2 separate regions of the Capra hircus genome follow, and region 1 is linked to region 2. The links are chromatin contacts, called in public Hi-C maps. All regions are on one chromosome and are shown on one strand. The core of a region is the stretch at or near the end of the contact, and the rest is flanking DNA. Distances in the headings are between cores, read along the strand shown.

Evidence for each region. A called contact is a pair of places that touch in the nucleus more often than the background predicts.
Region 1: a Hi-C map of blood shows a contact between it and region 2, with 8 times the contacts expected there. The contact joins two enhancer-like sites. A contact is called at or near these places in 2 of 5 Hi-C or Micro-C datasets (both in blood).

The regions. Positions count from the first base shown.
Region 1 is chr13:77,505,212-77,510,374 of ARS1.2, reverse strand. It overlaps SLC9A8 (sodium/hydrogen exchanger 8), which reads right to left. Exons shown (of 17, transcript XR_001919084.1): 17 at 1,219-3,316. Among named protein-coding and RNA genes, the nearest start is that of SPATA2, 21 kb to the left of the region's middle. Within about 2 kb of position 3,809, at least 3 of the 5 cell types and tissues checked have an H3K27ac peak or open chromatin away from gene starts, as enhancers often do.
Region 2 is chr13:77,256,006-77,261,567 of ARS1.2, reverse strand. No RefSeq gene overlaps it. Among named protein-coding and RNA genes, the nearest start is that of PTGIS, 79 kb to the right of the region's middle. Within about 2 kb of position 2,532, at least 3 of the 5 cell types and tissues checked have an H3K27ac peak or open chromatin away from gene starts, as enhancers often do.

The DNA of each region.
Region 1 (5,163 bases), core at 2,560-5,059, 250 kb before region 2:
TCCGCCTGCCAGAGCAGGAGACTCAGGAAGCACAGGTTCCACCCCGAGGGTGGGAAGGTTCCCTGGAGAAGGAGATGGCCACCCACTCCAGTCTCCTTGCCTGGAGCATCCCATGGACGGAGGGGCCTGACGGGCTACAGTCTATCGTGTCGCTAAGAGTCAGCACACACGCACAGCCTGTCACCATAAGCAGCTTAGGATGCCTTTTGGAAGTACGAGAGGGTAAAAGCAAAGTGAGCCTCAAGACTTCCCACTGAGCAAACATTGCCTCCACCGTCCACCCAACTCTTGCAGCCGTGTGGACTCAGAGCCTGGTTTCAGCCAGGCAAAGGCCCACCAGCGGCTGGCCTGCAACCCCAGGGGCCCCCGGTGAGGATGTGTCCCTTGCATCCATGCGAAAGCACTCGTGGGCTGGCTGGAGGCTGGGCGCGGCCTGAGCCCTTCCCACAAAGAGACTCTACACTTAGGCCACTCAAGATGGTTGCTCTCTTGCTCTGGGTACATCTCCTGTTCGACCAGCCCCTGCTTCCCTCACGTAATTGTCCAGTTCTCTTAGTTACAGGGCTTAATCAGATCCTGGTAACTGACCCCACCTGACATCAATCCCCGCCCCGCCCCCACCTATAAAAGGTAGCCGCCTCCTCCCTGGGGTACTGAAGGCCGCTGCTGTGTTCTGCCCACCAGCTGCCGTACATACGGTAGGGTATCGCTCCACCTTGTGTATCGACCCCTTGTGTACGATCCCTCCATCTGCTAAACCATTACACCTTCCCGGGTGGCTCAGAGGGTAAAGAATCCGCCTGCAGTGTGGGAGACCTGGGTTCGATCCCTGGGTTGGGAAGGTCTTCTGGAGAAGGGATGGGCAACCCACTCCAGTGTTCTTGCCTGGAGAATCCCATGGAAAGAGGAGCCTGGTGGGCTACAGGCCATGGGATCACAAAGAATCGGACACGACTGAGCGACCCACACACACAGCAAACCATCGGTGTCTCTGCTGCTGCCTCTGGGCGATGGTCTCAAGGCTCATGGGCCTGTGGGGTGCAGGCCCACAGAGACAGAGGCAGGAATTGGGCCCCCAGAGCCCACGCTCCTGCCCATCACCCCCCACGTTCTGCACCCACCTCTGGCCTAGAGAGCCGAGCCACATTGGCAGAGCTGGGCCTAGGGACACACGACCCCTGCCTTTGCAAAGCCATGGAACACAAACACAGACAGTGGTTCAGGTTCAGCAGCTTTTGTCTTTATTTCTAAAGAAGCATCCAGTGACATTACTGTTTTCCATCCACTTCTGAACTCTTAAAGGGCCCAATGAGATGAGGCAGTGGCTCCAGCGCAGCAGCCACAGGCCCCTCCACCTCTGACTCCCCCCTCCCCAACCCGCAGCCCCACCAAGAGCAGCAAATCATTCCTCAGAGACCAGGACAGGGAGTGCCTGGGGGAGGACAGAGGAACAAGGCTGGCCTCCCCACGGTCCTAGCAAAACAGAGTGCTTTGAAAATCCTTCATTTTTACAAAGAAAACCACTCAAAAAAATACAAAATTCTGATTAACCTTGAACACACCAAGTTTTGCAGGAGCTGTACTGGAGAAAACTTTCTACATTCCCAGGTGGCGCAGTGGCAAAGAATCCGCCTGGCAAATGTAGGAGACTCATGAGACGCAGGTTTGATCCATGGGTGGGAAGATCCCCTGGAGGAGGAAATGGCACCCCACTCCAGTATTCTTGAGTGGGAAATTCCACGGACAGAGGAACCCTGGAAGCTACAGTCATGGGGTGGCAAAGAATCAGACATGGTTGAGCACACACACGTTAACACACACGTTCACACACACAGCCACACACCTCGAGGAGGCCCAGCGAGTAAGGCGCCTTCTCAGCTCCACAGAGCAGGGCTGGGCCCGGAGAAGCAGCTCTCACGTGTGGCTGGCCAGCTCCTTGGATGGGCCCGCAGCGCCGGCAGGCAGCCTTTCCCTTTCAACCACCAAGCGGCACGCTCCCCGTCAGCCCCGAGGACTCAGGGGCCCGTGGCTGTTTTCCAACCACTCAGCTTTCTCCCCCAGAAGCCAGGACGCTCCCGCAGAGCAGCTGGGAGAAGTCCTGCTTCTGGGTAGGAAGCACCACGCGTTCTGTTTCCCGCCGGGATTAGGGACCATGTCATCTGGGGTGAGCATCGGTGACGTGGGGTGGGCCGGGGCCATTAGAAAGTCTGCCTTCGCCTGTCGCACAGGGCAAGACGGTGGAAGTCCCTGCAGGTCCGGCTCCACTTGTGAGAGAGACGGCGGGAGCCTGAGCGGCAGGGAGCTGCCTGTTCCTCCTCAGCCTTCACTCTGACTGCGGTGTTTCCATTTGACACATATTGTCTGGGGCTTTGGAGACCGGGCTCCCGGTACAACAGCTGCTTAATGATGCTGGCTGCTCCATCGGGAACCTTTCAGATTTGGTTTCCTACCCACCACCCAGCAGGAGACACACACGTCTGCGTCCCGGAGCCAGTGAACAGGGAAGCCGAGAAGGTGCTCTTTTTGGCATTTAAAGTCTAACTGACGGCCAGTCACTGCTGAGAGTCCTCCTCACGCCAGACTTGGGGACCAGCTCCAAGGCCAGACCTACCCTCAGCCAGGCCTGTGCCTTGCACCGCCCCCAGCCCACCCCACCCTGGCTCTTCTCAATAAAGCAGAACGATCCTGACTGTGGCCTACCCGCTTCGGGCTCTGCCAAATGTGTGGGCCCCTGGGGGTGTGTGGACCTGAGACCCCACGAGGCCACCTCTGACGCAGGCTGCAAGGAAAAGGCGCCCCACTCAGCGATTTTTCCACTTGCCACTGCACACAAGGAGTCTGCAGGCAAATGAGGCCGACCTGACGGGGGGCGGGGGGTGGGCAGGGGCTGCCAGGGCCCTGCCAGCACCCTAGTCTGAAGAGGTGGCTTGCCTGGGGGTGGGGGGCCCTTTGGCCGGTCCCTGGGCCGAGGGTCTGAGCCCTAGATGACGGGACTGAGCCACCTTCCGCCTGGCCTTGCGCCAGCCCAGCCCAAACTTGACCTCTGGGGGCTCAGGAAAAGCCAGCTTCTTCCCCTGGAAGGCCTCACGCCCCAAATCTCCAAGTACGGTTGTTCCCAGGGGTCCTACAACCACAGGGCTGCTCAAGGGGCCTTCGGGTGTGGGCTTACTGCTGCAGGACTCCCCAAGACAGCCTGTCCTCAGAGCTCACTGGCGGACTACCTTCCCCAGAGGCACTCACGCACTGCAGCCTTCACCTCTCTCTAAAGTCATTACCTTCTCTGTGTCCTACAGATCTCCTGTCCCATGGCCTGGACCTGAAAGGAAGTAGGTAGGAAGTTATAGTTATGCTGGGCTTTAAAAAATCTTCTAGGCATTTACTGCCCCAAACAGAACTATTAGGAATGGGAAAGACAAAGTCAAAGTCGCTCAGTTGTGTCTGACTCTTTGCGACCCCATGGACTATACTATACATACAGTCCATGGAATTCTCCAGGCCAGAATACTGGAGTGGGTGGCCTGTTCCTTTCTCCAACGGATCTTCCCAACCCAGGGATCGAACCCAGGTCCCCCCCATTGCAGGTGGATTCGTTACCAGCTGAGCCACCAGGGAAGCCCCAGGAACAGTAAAGGTAGACAGCAGTTTTTGATTCTCAGGCAATGACAGCTGAAAGAAGTCCGCCAGAAAAACCTCTCCACCGGCTCTGGCCTATGCAAAGGTGAACGGGCAGCAGCTGAGGAACACGGGTTCCCTGCATCCTGGCGGGCTGCTCTCCCACACTGCAAAACCTCGACTCGGCCAGCAGAGGGCAGCAGAGGCTCACGGAAGGCCCAGGCTGGTGCCGTCCAGACCAGGAAAGGTTCCTCGGCAAGCACCTCCACATAGCCAAACCCGGCACCTTCCACCAAGCCCCTCCCGTGCTTCTCTACTTAGTGTCCTCCTCAGGTCTCAGCTAAAACTGGGAGGCCAGGTGAGACCTGGTGACAAGGGCACAATGAACTGAGAAGAACCTGTTTCCATCATCTATGAACTCACAGCCAAAAAATATTTTCTGGCAGGCTACTGAATTTACAATGTAACTTACACCTTAAGATCTGACTGAATTTCAAGGCGGGTGGGGGGAGCAAGTTACTGATGAACTGAAGAATGAGAGGACAATCCGGTCTCTGAGCCCTGCTGCCCTCCCCCAACCCTACGAATGGACAAAGGTCTCCTCCGCTTGATCTTTTAGTTTTCCACTAAAAAGAAACCGGAAATGATGGAGACCGGAATCAAGCCTGGCATTAATCTCCCAGTGGGGAGATTAGGTGAAGTCAAATAATCCTATTTGGCTCAAATTATGAGGTTAACGTTGGACGTGACAAAAGGAAGTGATCACCTTTTAGCAATCAAGTACAGATTTACTTTTCATGCACAAAAAGGAAGCCACGGGCTGCCTGCCTGGCTTCACACCTATACTTTGGGGAAAGGGAAGGGGTGAAGGCAGGGGTCCGGCCTTGCACGCAGGGCACGTGAGTCCTTAAAGGCCCTGAGGTCCGTCCCTTCTCACACCCTGAGCCACCCTGCCTGGGGCGGAAAAGATGGAGACAGCTCTGCTGCCAGCCCAAGATTCACGCCGGCCAACCGGGTGCCCAGCAGAGCCAGGGATGGGCTCGTGATGAATTACACCACCCCAGGGGGTGCCGAGTTCCGAGGCTCCAGCTGGGACCCTGAGCCACATACAGAAATTGCCGTTGGCCTGGGGATGCACAGAGCAAGCAGGTAGAGAGAAATGTTCAAGGGCCGGTGAGGCGAGTGGACGCGGGCAAGTCAGTAAGTCCAGTCATCTGGTCATGATGGGCAGCTCACCCCTTGAGATGGCCCAGGAGCTGGACCACGGTTGTGTGTGTGTGAGAGCGAGCGAGCGAGCACGTGGAAGGGCCGAGTAAGTCCAGGTGAGGAGCGGATGTACCCGGCTCCCGGCTACGGGAGTCCCGGGAGGGGCTGCAGGGAGGACCCAAGACGGCAGAGAACAGGGAGCAGGAAAGAAGAGATGCTGATGAGCTGACGGCGCAGCGGGTGAACTGCGGGCGGAGCCCAGGGAAAGGGGCCTGGGCAAACAAGGACCACTGAATGAGGAATCAGGTCAGGGAGGTACTGCTAGGCTCTCACTGCTCCGTCAAA
Region 2 (5,562 bases), core at 1,283-3,782:
ACTCAGGGGCTCCTAGCCAGCAGCTGTGCCTGGCCCAGGAGCCCACCCCCCAAATGAGCAGACAGGCCTGCTCGAAGTCAGGCACTTGGGCCTGAGCAGCGCCCCAGGGGTCTTTGCAAATGCTTTTGCCTCTGTCAGGAACCAGCCCCTTCTCATCCTTCAAGTCACAACTCAAAGCCACCATTCCAAAGAGAGGCCCTTCCTGACCATCTGGCTCACCAGAACATGCGCTCTAAGAGGGCAGGGATTCACTATGCAAAGAAATTAACATTTTGATAAAATCTTTTCTGCTAGTGATACATGGGGTAAAAATATTCAGGCAATTGGGTAGAGAGTGTCCGGAACAGGGAGTCTCTGAGGTGGTGATAGCTGAGCAGAGACTGGAAGGAATGGAGCAGCCCTGCCAATATCTGGGGGGAAACAGCAAGTGCAAGGGTTCGGAGGCAGGGATATGCAGATGAGTGGGAGGAGCTTCGAGGAGGCCAGTGTGTCCCACGCAGAGTGGCTAAGCGAAGGGCAGGGCTAGATTTTTCCCTCTAGGGCATGACCTGGCAATGTCTGAAGACAATTTTGGTGGTCACACAAGGGAGTTAATATTCCCTTGTGGCTCAGCTAGTAAAGAGCCTGCAATGCAATGCAGGAGACCTGGATTCGATCCCTGGGTAGGGAAGATCCCCTGGAGAAGGGAAAGGCTACCCACTCCACTATTCTAGCCTGGAGAATTCCATGGACCGTATAGTCCATGGGGTCGCAAAGAGTCGGACACAACTTTCACTTTCACTAGGGAGTGAGGGTATGCGGCTGACGAGTGAGCGGAGGCCAGAGATGCCTCAATGCTCCGGACACCTCTGATCACAGAGGCCCTGTTCAGACGTGGCTAGCTGAGAGGCTGGCCTGAGCGGGGAGGGCGGAGCCGACTGTGTCCGCCGAGGGCAGCCTCGGGTCCGCCTGCTGTGCGCTGGTGCCACCTGGTGGTCTCATGACACACTGCACCAGCTTCCGGAGGCGCTGAGTCTCCCTGCCACAGTGACACCAGTAACATCCGTGCAGTGCTTGCCGGTGACTCGCAGTGTGCCAGGTCAGTGCAGGATATTTTATTCCGATGAGCTCAGACTCCACATCCCCACTCCCTGAGCCTGCCCCAGAAGCTCAGGGAGTCGGTCATCCCCAGCCCATCTCCTGCTCAGAACATGGCTCCCACTTCTCATTCACAGAAAAAACCAAAGTCCCTAGATGGCTCCAAAGGCCCCTGCCCTCCTACTGAAAGTCAAAACACACTGCAGCCTGCTTTCCCCTCCTTCTCACTCTTATTTTTTTATATACAATGAGAATCACCAAGTGGCTTATTTATCTTGCCCATCTCCTCTAGGTGAACAGCTCCCTGGGGGCAGGAGCTGTTTGTTCACTGGTCTCTCTCTGGCACTCAGCCCCAGGCCTGGTACACAGTAGGTGTGCAACAAACACTTGTTGAATGAATGGACGGGGATGGATCTGCCCAACCTTTCCCGTCTGGCACTTGGAACTTTGTGGGTTTTAATCTCACCTCCATCACCAAGGCTGTGTGACCTTGATCAGGCTCATTAACCTCTCTGGGCCTCGGCTTCCTAAGAATAAAAACAGTACCCTCCTCACTGCATTCTGAAAGCATGAGGTGCATTCCTCCACAAGGGTTTACAACAGTGTGGCGCCCAGTGGGTGCTTAATAAGGGGGCAGTCCTGTACCTCAGACCCCATTCCTGGCCTTCATCCCCCTCCCCTGTCCACCCCAAAGGGAACGGCTCCGAGTCTCAGTCTCCTAAGAGTCCTCTGCACAGTAGGTGCTCCTTAAATCCCGTGTTGAGAGAAGGACACTGACGATTGAGGAGGGCCTCCTGTTTGCCATGCACTATTAGACAAGCTCTCCTGCCCTGGTTTATGGGTGAAGAAACTGAGGCTTCCACAGTGGCAGAAGCAGGACCTGTCCCTCAAAGCTGGCGAGGTGACTTCCTTCCATCCAGCTCTGAGGGTGCAGTGTTAGTTGCTCAGTTGTGTCCGACTCTTTGCAACCCCATGGAGTGTAGCCCGCCAGGCTCCTCTGTCCGTGGGATTCTCCAGGCAGGAATCCTGAAGTGGGTAGCCATTCCCTTCTCCAGGGGATCTTCCGAACCCAGGGATTGAACCTGGGTGCCCCAATGGCACCCCACTCCAGTACTCTTGCCTGGAAAATCCCATGGATGGAGGAGCCTGGTGGGCTGCAGTTCATGGGGTCACTAGTAGTTGGACACAACTGAGCGACTTCACTTTCACTTTTCACTTTCATGCACTGGAGAAGGAAATGGCAGCCCACTCCAGTGTTCTTGCCTGGCGAGTCCCAGGGACGGGGGAGCCTGGTGGGCTGCCGTCTCTGGGGTCGCATAGAGTTGGACACGACTGAAGCGACTTAGCAGCAGCAGCAGCCCCGGATTGCAGGCAGATTCTTTACTATTCTTGGGTGAAGTCAGGGACCTTTGGGGGCAGAGGAAAGGAGTGTCATTCTGAGGAGTAACCAGCAGGGGGCAGCAGACATCCGGCTTCCTTTGCAACTCCGAGCATCTCTGGGTCTGCACCGTCCTGAGATGGAGCCCTCCTTACATTTCATACCCTAAGCACATCACTAGCCTCGCCCTAGTCCCAGCCCTAATCTGAGCGGTCCCTTCTACCGAGAGATACCTTTCTCCTGCCCTGCATTGAGCAGTGTGCTCAGAACTTCCCACACACATTAACCCTCGCGGCAGTCAGAATGAGGTGGCTATGGTTATCGCCCCATTATTCAGAAGCGGTAACTGAGGCCAGAGAGCTGAGGCCGTTGGCCAGAGGCAGTGCTGTTCCACAATGTGTATTCGGTGCATGGAGGCAGATTGTGCGCCTTTGGATCATAAGCCATGACTGTGTGTATCAGATATTTGCATGGTCTCCTTTGGGGAAGGGGTGAGGGCTTCTGCTGAGGAAAGGGAGGCCGATGTTATGCCCAAGAGAGAATTATTTGTTTACAGCGTTCATGGATCCTCCATATGAGAAAATGGAGGATTGAGGAGCTGGGATGGGCCTGAGAGAGGAAGCTTGGCCTTGCCTCAGGGGATGCTCCAGGGAGGGCAGGAAGCCTGCCTGATTTTCCCAGGAGGAGCAAAGGTACCCACCTGGAAGCAGCAGGATATTTCAGACTGAAGGAACCGTGTACACAAAAGCCCTGGAGTGGCTCAGGAACCTCAACAGCCAAGTCTGGCTGAAAGAGCATCAAGAAGGTGGGGTGTGGGGAGTCAGGAACAGGTGGAGAGATGTTAGGGTGCAATTCACTGAGGCCGAGAGGCAGGCATGGACCCAGGACACGCAGGGTGCCGTGGGGTCCCAGAAGGCACCTCCCACTTCCTGCAGGAACCTCAAAGGACTGCCAGTGGCCCCCTTTGACAGATGGGGAAGCTGAGGCTCAGAGGTGATGAGGAGCCGGGAGCAGCAAGGGAGCTCTTCCCTGAAGTGCTCAGAGCAGCTGATTGAAGAGGATCCTTGTGAAGAAAACTGCCTCTCTGGGACTCGATGCCCCACGTGACCTAGAACAGCCCACAGGCGTCAAGTCTCCTGGCGGCTCAGCCCCAGCCCCAGAGCCTTCTCCGCTGTTCATCCAACCTACCCCTCCCCTGGCCCTGCAGCCAGAGTCCACGCACCCAGGGTGGGATGGGTGATCCAGGGGACAGGGCCCAACTGTCCTTCTCACTGTCTGCACCTTCCGAGCAGAGTCCCCCGAGGAGGGTATACAGCTGGCACTCAGCCAGACCTCCAGAGCCTGGCTGGCAGGAGCTCAGCATCCAGTTTGGTCTCGTTTTGCTGTTTTTAATAGAAAAATGTTCCCTGCACCACCAACTCTTTCCTGGGCAGGGTTTGGAAACCATCTCCAGATGGGGAATAATTTTAGGGGAGAGGAACGGCTAAAATTACGGACCAGTTTGCTGCCAGCTCCCACTGGGACAAGCCAGCCTTGGCCCTGGAACTTTCCGGAGGTGGGGTGGCCGGGTCTGAGTTGCGGAGAGAAGGGAGGGTGGATGGCTGAGCCTGGGTGAGCTGCAGTCTGGTCACGGGGCACCCCAGGGAACCTTCCCGACTACCGCGTTCTGAGGCTGCCCACCCATGCCAGGCTCCTCACCCATCCTTATTCCTCACGAACATCCCCAGTCAAGCGTCTGCACTTGACTGCCAATTTGCAGGAAACGCCAAGGCTAGAGGGTGTTGTGTTGCCATCAGCTCCAGGGAAACAGACGGCCCAGGCTCTGCCACAGATAAACCACTGGGAAAGGGAGCGAATGGCAGGGGAAGCAGACATTGAAAGACTGAACAGATTATCAGTTTTGTTGTTTTGGCCTCGCTGGCTTGTGGCATCGTAGTTTCCCCCCCGCAGGGATCGAACCAGAGCCCTCAGCTGTGAAAGTACAGACTCCTAACCGCTGGACCACCAGGGAATTCCTCATCAAAAAAAATTTTTTTAATGGGCAAGACAAAATATAGTCTAGGGATCCATACAGAAGTGATAAAACTGTAAAGAAACACAAACGTTGACTCTAGAAGTCTGGGTCCTTCTGGAAAGAGGGAGGGGCTGTCCCTGAGTGGGACAGGGTCCTGCGGGGGCTTCTGGGGTAACTGCCCAAGTTCTGCTCTTCCCCAGGAGATGGTCACAGGGAAGTCCAGCTGCCTGATCAGAATCACGAAGGTATGTGTTTGCGCCGTGTGCTCTTCCATATCTGTGTTTCATTAAAAAAAAAAAAAGATTGAAGGGAAAGACTGAAGGCAGGAGGAGAAGGGGGCAACAGAGGATGAGGTGGTTGGATGGCGTCACCGACTCAGTGGACATGGGTTTGGCTGGACTCTGGGAGTTGATGATGGACAGGGAGGACGGGTGTGCTGCAGTCCATGGGGTCGCAAAGAGTCAGACACGACTGAGCGACTGAACTGAAAAAAAAAAAAAAAATTTTTTTTTTTTAATGGAAATGTCCCCATGCAGATCAAGGAAGGGAGGCTTGGCGGAGTGGAGTGGCTTTCCCAGGGGTGAGTAGAGACCTGAGATCGGAACCCAACCTGTAATCCCAGAGTCTGTGCCGGGGCCTGGGGGTGAGAGAGACGCGCTCCCACCTCCCAGCACTGGGAGGCTGATCAGTGGGGCTGGTCAGGAGTCTCTCCCACCAGGACACCCAGAGATTCTGGATAAAACATGGTACGACTAGGCTGGCAGAATTGAATGGAAATACCTCTCCAGGGGCTACTGGCTGGGGGTGGTCTAGTAGCTAAGTCGAGCCTGACCCTTGAGACCCCTTGGACTGTAGCCCGCCAGGCTCCTCTGTCCATGGGATTTCCTAGGCAAGAATACCGGAGTGGGTAGTCACTTCCTTCTCCAGTGTATAATTCCCTGTGGTACACAGACCGTGTTCATTTCATCTCTTTTTATCTGAGAGATTCTGTTCTGAATCTTGATAGTTTTTGAGGAGTACAGGCCAGTTGTTGAAATATTTATCATCATTATCATTTATTAATGTGTGGATCACAATAAACTGTGGAAAATTC